Linked DNA regions of Gossypium arboreum: region 1 is linked to region 2. Evidence: chromatin contacts called from public Hi-C data. All regions are on one chromosome and are shown on one strand. Each heading gives the region's core, a stretch centred on a gene start, on an enhancer-like site or on the middle of the called end of the contact. The rest is flanking DNA. Distances are from core to core; before and after follow the strand shown. Region 1 holds the start of LOC108484722 (protein STRICTOSIDINE SYNTHASE-LIKE 3). Region 2 overlaps LOC108450115 (ubiquitin C-terminal hydrolase 13-like).

Region 1 (6,730 bases), core at 1,765-4,264, 220 kb after region 2:
GGCATGTTTAGAAACCTATGATTTGGGTAAAAAAAAGTTGGATTTGAATGTTAATCCAAGTCCAATTTCATAAGAGTTAAATTTTAGATTTTAAAATCCATTTTAAAATTTGGAATTTTCAAAATCCAAGATGGATTAAAAAACATGAAAACATTTTAGTTCTCTTCTGTCACACTTCCTTTAAAAACCAAACAATAAATAAGTAATTTTATTTATAATACATCATTAACGGAACTCAAGGATTTTAGAATTGGATTGATAGGCAAACCGATCAGACTACCAGTTCTCGATTCAACTAGTTCAACGAATCCAATCAGTTCAATTAAATAAATTATTAAAAATAGATAAAATAGATTCCATTGGTTTAACCGTTAGTTTTGTTGGTTCTACCAATTCAATCGGTTCACGAGTCAACCAATTTTATCTTTAATTTTGGATCGGTACGCTGATTTGATTCTGAAAACAGTGAAAAAGCTTCATGCATTTAATTTAATAGAATATAAATATTTAAAATTTTCATTTATATCATAATTTCTAAAATTTTAATTTATAAATCCTTGAATTTTAATTTATAATTTCAATAATTAGGCCACTAAATTGCTGGTCCAACTGGTTCGACCAATTCAACTAATTTGATCGGTTTGACTGGTATGATTGGTTCAACCGGTCCTATTGAATAAATCATTAAAAATTCATAAAAATTAAAAAAAATGGCTCAACCGGTTCAATCGACCAATCATCTGATCTGTACTGGTTCTCGAGTCAACCAATTTAATGCCTTTCTCCAGACCGGTACCCTGACTGGTTCCCGATTCAACTAACCAATCCAATTTGGTTCAAACAATAATGTTCAAAATCCTCTTAAATAATTATTATTTTTAAAAAAAATTATACTTAGAATTTGTTGAAATCCAAATCTAAATTTGAATTGTCCAAACAATGAATTTGGATTAATTCAAAATATTGAATTTCAAATATTTTAATTCCCATGTAAAGAATTTAAAATAATGATTTGATAAATCATAAATTTCAAAGTTAAAATTAGAAATCCAAGTCTAAATTCCTATCAACGCTACCTTATATAATTTCTAATCTCTTAATAATCAATATTATATTAAAATTGATTAGTTCATATATTACTTTCGTGTTTATATTAATTTTACTATTTTTCATATCTTAATTTTTACACAATCGTTATCCAAAATATTATTCTACTTATTTATCATTTTTTGAGAATTTTTGTTATTAATTCTAAGACTTTTAAGGCTCATATATCCGTTTATTAATATAAAATTTAATTTTTGTATACAAAAGTTTATATATATATATATATATATATATATATATATAAACAAACATTATGATTAAGGCAAAGCTCGATAAATAGTTTATAAACAGTTTAATTTTTATTTATTTAGAATGAATATTAATAAGATTTTAAAACGGATTTTTTAGTATTTTAATACTGGTTTATTAAATGAGTCAAACATAAACAAAGTGTTTTTAATTCATTTATAGTTACGAAGAAATTTGTTTAATAAATCATTTAAATTTGATTTATTATTCGATTATTATATAACTAATATTATCATTTGTGAGCTTATTTTATAATATAATTTTAATTTATAATTGATTTTTTATATCTAAAAAATCAAGATATACACTTATTTATTTTTTACTTGATTATTATTATTAATTAACCTTGGTTTTTTATTAATGAAGACGGTTGATGAAGAACAAATTGGGTGAATTACCCAAATATGCTTATTTTTTACCAATATTATCAAATTAGGCCTATTTTGGAGAGAGAAGGAAAGCGCATCTAACTAGACGTGTTTTCCTCCAACTATGTCGGCTCATTTCTCTAAAGTCCACGAATTTTAGCAGCCATCTTAAATGGACAAGATTTCGTGATTTATCGAGCATTAATAGACCCTCAATAATCCTAAAGATGTATGCTCGAGCATGTTGTTCTCTTTCAACTTCCCTCGATTCCGCATTGAGCTCAACAATATTTCTTTTCAACCAATTCATATCTATCCGGGCTCCAAAAATCTTGTCCAGAACCCTCATTAAAAGTTGTTCACATACATCTCTCCAATCGGCAGCGACAACTGACCCAATCCCTATCGGCCCATCCACCGGTAACCTAAGCTGTAACTGCACATCCTCAAGTGTGATAGTACACCCTTCGCATGGAAAACGGAAACGTGTCTCGGGTCTCCATATTTCCACCAACGCGTTTACATGTGTAGGGTCCAATTTACACCCCCTACCCATACGGGCCAAGTGCAAAAATCTCACATCTCTTAAGTATGGTTCTATTAAAGACAATGGAGGAGCACTCCAAATCTGATCTTCCGGCTAATTATAATAAAAAATAAAAAAATCTTAAATTTCAATATAGCAACAAAATAATTAAATTAAATCAGATTAAAAAAAATCTTACCATTTGCAATTGAACGGTTGAAATGTACTTGCCATCCAAACGAATAAGAGAATTTTTCATTACTAGTTTCAATAAATATGAATAAAAATTGTAATAAAAATTAATTAAAAAACTTAATACAATTTTAATTAAAAAATGAGAGTGAATTGAGAGAATTGAGTAAGAATTAAGAAAGACTTGAAGGAGGATTGAATGAATTGAAAGACAGCTAAGAGTGAATTGAAAAAGTGGGAAATTTGGGGTTTAAATAGAGGAAAATTTGCCTTTAGAATTCAACCAGTTGGGTAGCCATTGCAGGTAAAAATTTGCCTATGCTGATTGAGCAGGAAAGCGCATTTAGCTGGAACTGTTTTCATGCCAAATCTGTTGAAAAGGCGTCCAGCCAGATAAATTTTCTTTTCTTTTTAAAATCGGCCTAATCTGGTAAATTTGAAAAAAAAAATCGCCTAATTCGATAATTTCAAAAAAAAATTACTTTTTGGGTAATTCACCTGAACTTCTTAATATTAACCAACATACAAATGAGCCTAAAAATAAACAAATGAATGTCGGTACCATCCGTCTTGAAACACACTTGAAAATTAAAAGTTGAAACCAAACCTTTAAGTACCCCAACATTGGCATTAATGTCAGTTTCTACCAAGATCCAGACAGCCAGCAAAACTGAGTTCCACCTAAGATAAAGGACTCTGTCAACCTTTAACACAAACAAACAAAAGGGTTGTGTTGTTCCTTTCTTCCTCGGTAAAAAGGCTTAGATTTTTGGGCACCCAAATTTCAAATCAATAAAGGTTGAAGTTTTTTTATTTTTCCTTTTTGCCAGTAAGAGGTTTAAACTTAAGCTGAAAAAGTTAACATTTTGGGCTCCAGGATTTGGTCTTTTTCTTGTTTTTTCTCAAATTTTGTAGCGATGACGCCAGTGGGAATTCTTGGCATTCTGTTTCTGCTGCTGGCACTATACTGTGGGACAGACCCTTTTAAGCACAGTGCAATCTCTGAATTCCCCGACTTTGAGGCTTACAAGGTGGATATGCCTCCATGGGAAATGGTTCCAACGGTTAGGGACAAGGATAATTTGCTTCAGAAATCGGAGATTAAGTTCCTGAACCAGGTTCAAGGCCCTGAGAGCATTGCATTTGACCCTCTTGGCCGTGGTCCTTACACTGGTGTTGCTGATGGTCGCATTGTCTTCTGGGATGGTGAAAAGTGGAATGATTTTGCTCATACTTCCAGCAATAGGTGAGTTTTCAAGTTCGTTTTTTGATGCAGATTGGTAGAAATTTCTATGAACAAAGTGTCAAGTATCATCAGCCTGGGAATTTTTTAACTTTCCATTTGTTCAGTTAATCGTCATGATTGTTTTCTGTAGTAAAGAGGTTACTTGGGTTTGTAGAAAATGGTTCAACACTGAATTTAAAAAACCAGTCAAATGATTTATATCGCTAAAGAAGTGTGCTACTTCAATACAAAAGAGAAGAAACAGTGATTCTTTGAGCTTTCCAGTCTTTGTTTACTCGATGTCGGTAAATTATGGGTTTAGAAGCTTAGAAGTGTTAGCCGCATGGCATATATTTTATATCCATTAATGACACTAGAAAGTTGGCTGGGTTATCCGCTTTGCTACGTGTTTTTTCTTAAGATCTTGTTGGGGAGTTCTGGGAAAATCATTCACCATATTTAATTCTGATTTCAGGTCAGAACTTTGTAATCCAAAGCCATCACCTCTGAGTTACCTACCAAATGAGCATATCTGTGGCAGGCCTTTGGGCCTTCGATTTGATAAGAAAACTGGTGATTTGTACATTGCCGATGCATATTTGGGGTTGCTGAAGGTTGGTCCGGAAGGCGGATTAGCGACATCACTTGTAACAGAGGCAAATGGGGTGCCCCTGAGGTTTACCAATGACCTTGACATTGATGACGAAGGAATCGTATATTTTACTGATAGCAGCAGCAAATACCAAAGAAGGTAGGTTTCTGATGATAAGTTTTATTAAATCATAAGGACATTCAATTGCCACTGCCGGCTATTCTCTAGGATATGGTAGAGTATACATATTTTCTATATTCCAACCATTGCTGGAAAACATGTGTAAAGTTTATCTATGCTTATTTTGATTGACATCTGAACTTCTGAGACTCGAGACGTGCAAATTTCCGTTTGCACCAGCAATGTTGCAATGTCTATGTATATATGATGCTTACTCGAAAGACCCCATCATCCGGACTATCCATTAGTACTGACACAATAATATTTCAGGAACTTCAAGCAGCTAATTTTTTCTTCGGAGAATGGTGGGAGGCTTATCAAGTATAACCCACATACAAAGGAAACCACTATCCTTATGACAAATCTCCAATTTCCTAATGGTGTATCCTTAAGCAAAGATGGTACTTTTCTTGTATGTTGTGAAGGATGTCCTGGCAGGTGAGCTTTGCTTCCAAATATACTCAAATATTATCAACTTAGATGTGCTCCACCCAGTGCAGAAGTTTTTCCTCTAGATGTAAATCACTGCTTTGGGAATATTGGAAAGATCTTTGTTAATCTGATCCCTCATTTTCCCTAAAGTATACATGTCCGACTCATTTTAGAGATGGATATGGGGGTACGATTAACAAAAATTAAGCATATTTGTATCAGACACATACTTGCATTTGATGATTGACACTTGACCCGGAGTTCGAGTTACATAGGGAAAGATCACATTAAAAATGGTAGTTTTCTTTTGTTTTTTTTGTGGAAGTGCCTATCATGGTACATTTGTTTTTGTTGGATTTGCCCTGTTGTTTGCTTTGATCATTGAGTGTGAGGGTATCAAAAGAGATGCAGATTGAGATGTTTTTTTAATGGATAACTATCTACCATTCCTATGTAATGGTTTGATATCTGTTAAATACAGATTACTCAAATACTGGTTGAAAGGTGAGAAAGCGGGGACTTGGGAGGTATTCGCCATCTTACCAGGATTTCCCGACAACATCCGCACAAACAGAGATGGCGAATTTTGGGTCGCAATTAACTCTCGAAGGTCCAAGTACGCTCATATATTAGGATTACACCCAAAAGTTAGGAAGTTCATTCTGAAGCTCCCCATCTCAACAAAGGTTCAAGTCCTGCTTCATGTTGGGGGTAAGCTGCATGCACAAGTCGTCAAATACAGCCCGGAGGGAAAGCTTTTACGGATTTTGGAGGATAGTGAAGGCAAGGTCGTGAAAGCGGTTAGTGAAGTCGATGAGAGGGACGGAAAACTTTGGCTAGGGAGTGTTCTAATGCCCTTTATTGCAGTTTATGATTTGGATTGAGTTTGGCAAGTCTTTTGACCTACAAAACAGGAGCTTTGGCATTATGAATGTTGCTGTATTTGTTTGTCATTGAAATGTTTTGAAGATTTGAACTCAGCAAACTGTGGTATTCACCTTCTACTTTCCATTCCTAGGTGTGTATTTGTTATTGGTATGGGACTGTATAATAAATAAGTAGACTTGGAAATTTTTTTTTTCCTTTTTAAAGGATGGACTTGCAAATGTTGAATGCATGAGTGAAATACTATACCAAAAATTATGATACAAATATATAAAAGATTTAACGTTTAAAATAGCTCTTAACTTTTGATTAATTAGTCAATTTAATCATTATTCTTTTTTTTAAGCACTTTAGTTCTCCATCATTCTATTTTGGTAAAATTAGTTAAATTTGGATTAACAATTAATAACATCCACTATTTTATTTTATATGCCATGTAATGTTAAAATTATAAAAATTAAAAAGATAGAGAAAATTTATAAATATTCAAAAAATTGATTTCTTTAAAAATAACAAAAAGTAATAAACCTTTTTAAAACTCAAAAAATATTAAAATTATAATAATAAAAACCTAAGAAAAATTAAGAATTTTTTAGAAATAAAAGAATTATTAAAATTTTAATTCGTAAGAAAATTTTAACAACAATCTTTTAAAGAATCTATAAAATTTCAAAATAATGTTTCCAAATCTGAGAAACCCTCTCATTTCTCTATCCATCAGTAAAATTCTCCCATCCTCTATTCTTTACCTCCTTCCCATTTTTCTCTACTTGAACTTTTTCCAGAAAAGAATACAGTCATCGTCGCCTGCCTGCTTGTTATGCTTGAACCCAGAGCTTGATTTTAACGTTGGTTTCTCTAAAAGCTTTCTTAAAAACCGTAGATATGAGCCAAAAGATTGAAGCTTTCGACTCTTCGATTTCGTTTCTAGCCATGGGATTGGCAAAAAAAGTCACATTATTCAATTAATATCA
Region 2 (6,549 bases), core at 2,180-4,679:
TCATATTTAAGAGTTTTGATGAATGATGTAAAAGTTCTGTTGTAGTACACTAAAATTGGGTTTTTTGTGATCCAGGTTGTTATCCATACAATTAGGCTTCCAAAACAAAGCACTGTGGGCGATGTGATTAATGATCTTAAGACAAAGGTAAGTTTTCTTTCATTTGATGGGTCAAATGATCATGTTGAGGTCATGTATACTTTTTATGGATAATTTCTTAAATAATAGAGTAAAAATTGTTAATATTGTTAATAATCTTTCGGAAACAGGTAGAGTTGTCTCATCCTGATGCAGAACTGCGGTTGCTTGAAGTTTTCTATCACAAGATCTACAAGGTTTGAATGTCATGTTATCATGATTATTTTTTGCTCATATCAGTGTTTACCCTGGAAATGGGGAATGAGCCATGTTTATTTAATTTGATCTGAGTGTATAGGTGATGTATTGCCTAATATCTTATTTTTCATAATCTTCTAATGCCATCAGTAGTCTTATCTGTTTAAAACTTGACATTGCTTGTTGAAAAGATTGTTTCATGGGTTAGTTTCTTAAATTGTATATTCCTTTATGTGGTTTGTATTTTCTGCTCTTCCTGGTTTGCTAATTTGGGGTTCCTTTATTAACCTATCGTTCCCTTTTCTTCCCTTTAGTCACAAAATTTTGTTTCCATCACATTTCTGCAGATTTTCCCACCTAGTGAGAAGATTGAGAATATAAATGACCAGTACTGGACATTACGGGCAGAAGAGGTCAGTTCCTCCACCCTGCTCTCTATCTCTTATGCATGCACTCATGCTTCCTGCTATGATCTAAGGAATCATTTTCTTTCTGTTGTATTTTGTTGGTTTTGATTTTTTGAATATCATTTCTTGGATAATGGCTTTCTTTAAGTTAATAGAGTGCTGATTTTGATCTTTGTTTCTTAATCTTGCAGATTCCAGAAGAAGAGAAAAATCTTGGTCCAAATGATCGCCTAATTCATGTTTACCACTTCACTAAAGAAACTGCACAGAACCAGATGGTAATAATTTTTTTTACATCATCTTATTTTCAGTTGCCATTTTGCTTTGCCTAATATTACTTCTTTATCACTGTTATGTTTCCTTACCAAAGATTTTGCCTCTTGTTTTGACAGCAAATTCTGAATTTTGGAGAGCCCTTTTTCTTGGTGATTCATGAAGGTGAGACACTGGCTGAAATAAAAGTCCGAATACAAAAGAAGCTGCAAGTTCCTGATGAGGACTTTGCTAAGGTTTGTTGTACTTCCTGAATCCTAAGTGAACTTGTGCTCACTGATTTACCCTAATTCTTAGTGTGTTCAACCCCTTTTCTCTCTCCTCTTTTTGAATTTGAATTGATGTATAGTAGGAACTCTGATGGTGATGTATCCTCTGTTAATATTTCTTTTTAACTAGTTGTTTTTCCTTTTCAGTTATGTATTCTCCGTTTTATTTATATGAATCCTATTTGTTTTTTCAGTGGAAGTTTGCATTCCTCTCACTTGGCCGGCCAGAGTACCTTCAAGATTCTGATATTGTATCTAGTCGTTTTCAGGTGTGCACATTGTTTTGCTTATAGATATTCGAAAAATTTTCCAAGTTTCATTAGGATGTTACTCTAATTTTGGTTTTACTATACATATACTCAGAGACGAGATGTTTATGGTGCTTGGGAGCAGTATCTTGGGCTGGAGCACTCTGACAATGCTCCGAAAAGAGCTTATGCTGCTAATCAGGTAATAACCATAAAGTATTCCCAAAGTTTCAGCAGAAATCAGTTGATAACAAACATACCCTAAGGATAAAGATATTCTTTAAGACTGCGATTAATATATCTGCTTTTTCCAAGTCCATGAAAATGACTGGCCTTTGGAGATGCCTGGAATAGTAGACTCTAATAACATCACGCTTCTTTGCAGAACCGGCACACCTTTGAGAAGCCTGTTAAAATATACAATTAGGGACTATTTTAGATTTTACCTCCCTTTGGTGACATTGCACAAAAGAGTGGCACTCTACATGAACTAAAAGCAAATGACAATGTGAGGCAACAAGTTAGCACTGAAATGGCATCTGTGACCTTTGCTTGTTGATTTGTTGGATAAATGTAATTCTTTCGCTAGTGTCGATTCAAAGGACTACTTCCTTTTACGTAATCAAAGTGTGCATCTGCAAATGACAATTACGATCCGCTGAGGTTTTTGCTACTACTTTCCGTCTTTAAATCGAGGTTGGTTGGTTGGTTCAATCTTCAATCAAAACGTAAATGGGGGCAAGTTGCCTGTGTAATTTGTCAGTACATAAACAAGATTTTGATTATTAGTGAATTTCTGTATACACAGTATAGTTGGGAGAAGGTTGTGATTTTTGCCATTCCCTTTGGTTGGTTGCCCTGATTTTGTCCATGTAGATCATCTGATGCATTTAGCATTAGCTGCTGCCCTTTGTAATGGTTGATTGCCATTCTTTTTCAAGCCTATTATTATGGCTTATTATTATTATATCTAAAGATTCTCTTCATATTTGCGCTACTTTTGCTTAACTCTGAAATGCCAATCTCAATCATTACTGATTTCTTTTTATAGTGAACTTGTTTTTATATGAATACAAATCTGAGTTTGGTATTATGATTCGGAGTAATCCAAAGTAAATCAAATTTATTCATAATAATGGGATATATTTTATTTTCCATTTTCTTGTTTCTCTTGAGAGATATTTTCCTCTCTGTCAGAAACAATTACCTATTTTGTTATAAAGATATACAATTTAGGTACTGCTTTTTTTTTTTCTCCTACCTATTGTAGGCCTTGTCATGGTGATATTATTTTTTTTATGGTCCATGTCATGGGGTTCATGGTTGTTTTTTTTTTTAATAATGTTATTTTCAAAGTTTATGATAAATTGTAATTTTAAATCTTTTATAAACTCAAGGTGTGGTGTGTGGAACTTTTTAGTGGTAGAATTAGAAAGCTTGTTTACTAACAAAACTGTTTTATACCTATAACCACTTGCTTTTATGTTATCATATTTTGTTTCCAAAGGTTGTTAATTAGGGACTCTAATTCTTTTACTGTAATTGTATAACTGGTGATTGACCACTGAATTAAACTGATTGATAGCCAATTCACGACTAAACTGTTTCAATATCTCCTTGCCTACCTGCATGCTTAAGTTCAGATTCACTTTGTGGATGCCTGTCATCTAAGTAATTTCTCGATTAATAAAAAAAGAATTAAGGAAAATGACAAAAGATTAGATATATACATAGGATAAGGTGGGGATGTTATATTACCTTTTTTCCCTACTGAGTTTTAGTAGTATAGTGGACCTTATCTCCTCTCTTTTCCTTTTTTGTGCAGGATGTGACTTGACTTCAATCATAATTGTATTAACATGGTACCATGAGCTCGGTAACTGCAGGACCAATTCTCCCTCACCTCACCTCCTATGTGGTTCCCATTTCTCACTCACTTTAGCCAAATTGGTTTTTCTCCCCCATAGAAATTCAGTTTCAACTTTCAACCTTTACTTTGTATCAATGATTGCTTATTATCAGTTGTCTTTTATATCTATTAACATTTGTTTAAAGAGAAGATGGGCAAAAATTAAACGAACATGCAAAAAAAGAAAAAAAGAAAAAGGAATTTGGAACTTTCATGGTACAATCTTTTTTATGGGGGTTTTTTTCAACATTTGGCGTTTGAATTTAAATCCGCTAGACAGAGCAAAGTTAGAAAATCATTATAGGGAATAAAATTGAAATAAAATTTTTGGGGTAAAAATTTAATTATACCGTTATATTAATTTATAATTTTATAAGGATTTAAACTGCAATTTATTATTTTTTAAGATCAAGGCCAGGCTCTTCTAGATTTACGGTTGCCGCAAGATATGTGTTCTTAAAATATACGATAAGCTATATATCTTTTCTTAAGAATAGTGAGATAAGTAGCAAAGCTCGGAAAGTACATTTTATGGCATTTGAACAGTGAACTTGAAACTGGGGAATTATATTTTATAGCACTAGAAGTGTAACCACAAAATCTCAAGCCTCATCTTCACTCTTATTCTCACAACCATTCTCTCCCCTTCAAATCTAGAAGCTTTAAACAAATAAAGTTGTTTTTGACTTATTAGTCATGATTCATATCAATAGGTTCAGATAGTTGCTTGCCCTAATCATGACATGTCAATGTTTTGTTAACATCAACTACATTGAAGCGGTCCAATTTGAAACACTGTCACGTGACATAATTGGATTGAGTTATTGTCATTTAATTAAGTCGGTGAAATTTGGTTCCAATTTTTCTCAATTATTGTTCGTCTGGAATGTTTAGTAAATCTCAACACTCGAACAAAATAGGAAAAATATTATTAAATTAAAAATAAATTGAGAGAATAAAGTTTTATCATGATAATTGAGATATTATATTGAAGATATTATTTTTTTTTCTTATTATATTTTGGTATATAAAAGAATTACAAGTAAATAACTATTGAGGTTATAATAAAGTGCAACCACTAATTTTATTTCTAAAATTAAAAAGTGTAAAATTAATAATAAAAGTTTTAAGGAAAAATGGTTGATGGGGTGTTGACTGTCGATGGAGCCTTAGGACGAGCAATGAAGAAGATCTGGAAGAGGTCGAATGAACCTCTGGATCTTGATGATCCTATTGTGGATGGAGCGGGGATGTCAATTGGCTCAGGTCAAAAAACCACTGTGTCATGGAAAGACAGGTTGTTAGGTACCTTTGGCGATATTAGCTTGTTGCAAAAGGATGAGGATTTCATCTTAAATGAAGGCAATGCTGTGAAGGAAGTGGTTGATGGGATACCTTCGATTAAGTTTTTTGAACAGGTTCATGATTTTATTGCATAACGAATGTCCAAGATTGTGATTGTGAAGCTCCTTGGTCGGAAGATTTCGTACCATGCTATGTCAAATAAACTTTAGTCAATATGGAAAACAAAACAATCTTTACAGATGCTTTGTAACACCTCTAACCTGTCTCCGTTGTCGGAGTAGGGTTACGGAGTATTACAATACAAAGCAGAACATCTATTATCAAATAGCATCAAGTTTTCTAATTAATTGTCATCATTGTAGAAGCCCAAATTGCCCGGGCCCAATTATATGAAAACCCAACCAAACCTCTAAACCAACCCTTAACCCATGACCCATTTACATCTACCCAAACTCAATTCAAAAGCCCATTAAGCCCCCCAAAAAAAACTAACCCAAAAAAAAACAAAGAAAAAAAAAAAGAAAAAGAAAAACTTACCCCAAAAAAACCTAACCCCCCAAAAAAAAAAAAAGAAGAAAAAAAGAAAAACCTAACAAAAAAGATAAAAAAACCTAGCCACCTAACCACTTTCCCACTTGCCCCATTTTTCCTCCCATTTTTCCTCCCATTGTCTACCACCACCACCTACAAAATAGAAAAAAAAAAATAGAAAATCATGTAAAAGATGGCTATAAAAAGCCATTCAAAAATCATGTAAAAAAGAAAGAAGGAGGGATTTTGAAAAGATTGAAAAAAAGAGGAGACAAACACAAAAATCCCTTCAAATTTTGAACACAAAAGAAACATCAATAAAAAGGTTGCATTTTTTCTTTTTTTCCTCTTCTTTCGAATCTTTTTTCTTTCTTTTTTTTTTGTGTTGTTTTTTTCTTTCTTTATATATACATATATTGTTAAAAAAAAATTACATTTTCCGCCACTGTATGCGGTGTGGTGATCCATGAAACCGACGATCGGTGGCCGGCGACCGGCGGAAACCGACGATCGACCGGTGACCGGCCCCCCCTTGGCCGGATTTCCTTTCCCCCCTCCCTTCTCTCTTATTTTCCCCTTTTTTTAGGTATTTTATATATATTATGTATATATTTTTTAATGCCATTAGTTATATATTTCTTATGTATATATTCTTAAATACTATTATATATATATATATTTTAAATACCATATTGTGTATATATTATTATTACAAATTATTACTATTGCTAGTATTATTATAACTATTATTATATTAGTGTATATTTTATGTACATATGTATATATATATATTTTGCACATATCATTATTTTATATTATTGTTGTAAATTTTATGTATATATTTTTTTGTATGTTTCCTAATATTTTCTTTTATTGTAGATATTATTATTATTACATACTTTTATTATATGCATATATATATATGTATTTTTATGTACATATTATTATTTTATATTATTATTACCAAATATATCATTTTTCCTATTTTATTATTAGTACGTGATTTGTTTTTATTTTGTAAATATCATTATTATTGTTATTCTAATATTCTAGTATTCCATGTTAATATTTTTCATTAATGATATCATTTTTTTTTGCTTCCTTTATCTATTTTTAATTTCTCACTTTAGGAATATTTTTTCTCATGTTTTAATTAATTTCAAAAATAAGGCAATGTACCGATTTAATATTAAGCTATCGATTTCATCGCTATGTTGGGTGAAATTCGTCGGCTTGTGTTAAAAAACGGGACACCCTTTCTAAAAAAATCA

What was found. Hi-C and Micro-C count contacts between places; a contact is called where the count stands out from the background.
Region 1: a contact with region 2 is called in a Hi-C map of leaf, with 4 times the contacts expected there. The contact joins the promoter of LOC108484722 here to the enhancer-like site in region 2. A contact is called at or near these places in 2 of 5 Hi-C or Micro-C datasets (both in leaf).

The regions. Positions count from the first base shown.
Region 1 is chr7:83,581,598-83,588,327 of ASM2569848v2, forward strand. It overlaps LOC108484722 (protein STRICTOSIDINE SYNTHASE-LIKE 3), which reads left to right and starts at 3,015. Exons shown (of 4, transcript XM_017788625.2): 1 at 3,015-3,688; 2 at 4,143-4,418; 3 at 4,710-4,877; 4 at 5,353-5,962. The coding sequence starts at 3,360. The coding sequence ends at 5,755.
Region 2 is chr7:83,360,197-83,366,745 of ASM2569848v2, forward strand. It overlaps LOC108450115 (ubiquitin C-terminal hydrolase 13-like), which reads left to right. Exons shown (of 32, transcript XM_017747603.2): 25 at 76-147; 26 at 270-335; 27 at 684-749; 28 at 935-1,021; 29 at 1,136-1,252; 30 at 1,480-1,554; 31 at 1,649-1,735; 32 at 3,359-3,656. The coding sequence ends at 3,370. Among protein-coding and RNA genes, the nearest start is that of LOC108450115, 15 kb to the left of the region's middle. Within about 2 kb of position 3,430, at least 2 of the 2 cell types and tissues checked have an H3K27ac peak or open chromatin away from gene starts, as enhancers often do. A contact at or near this core is called in leaf, where this site is marked.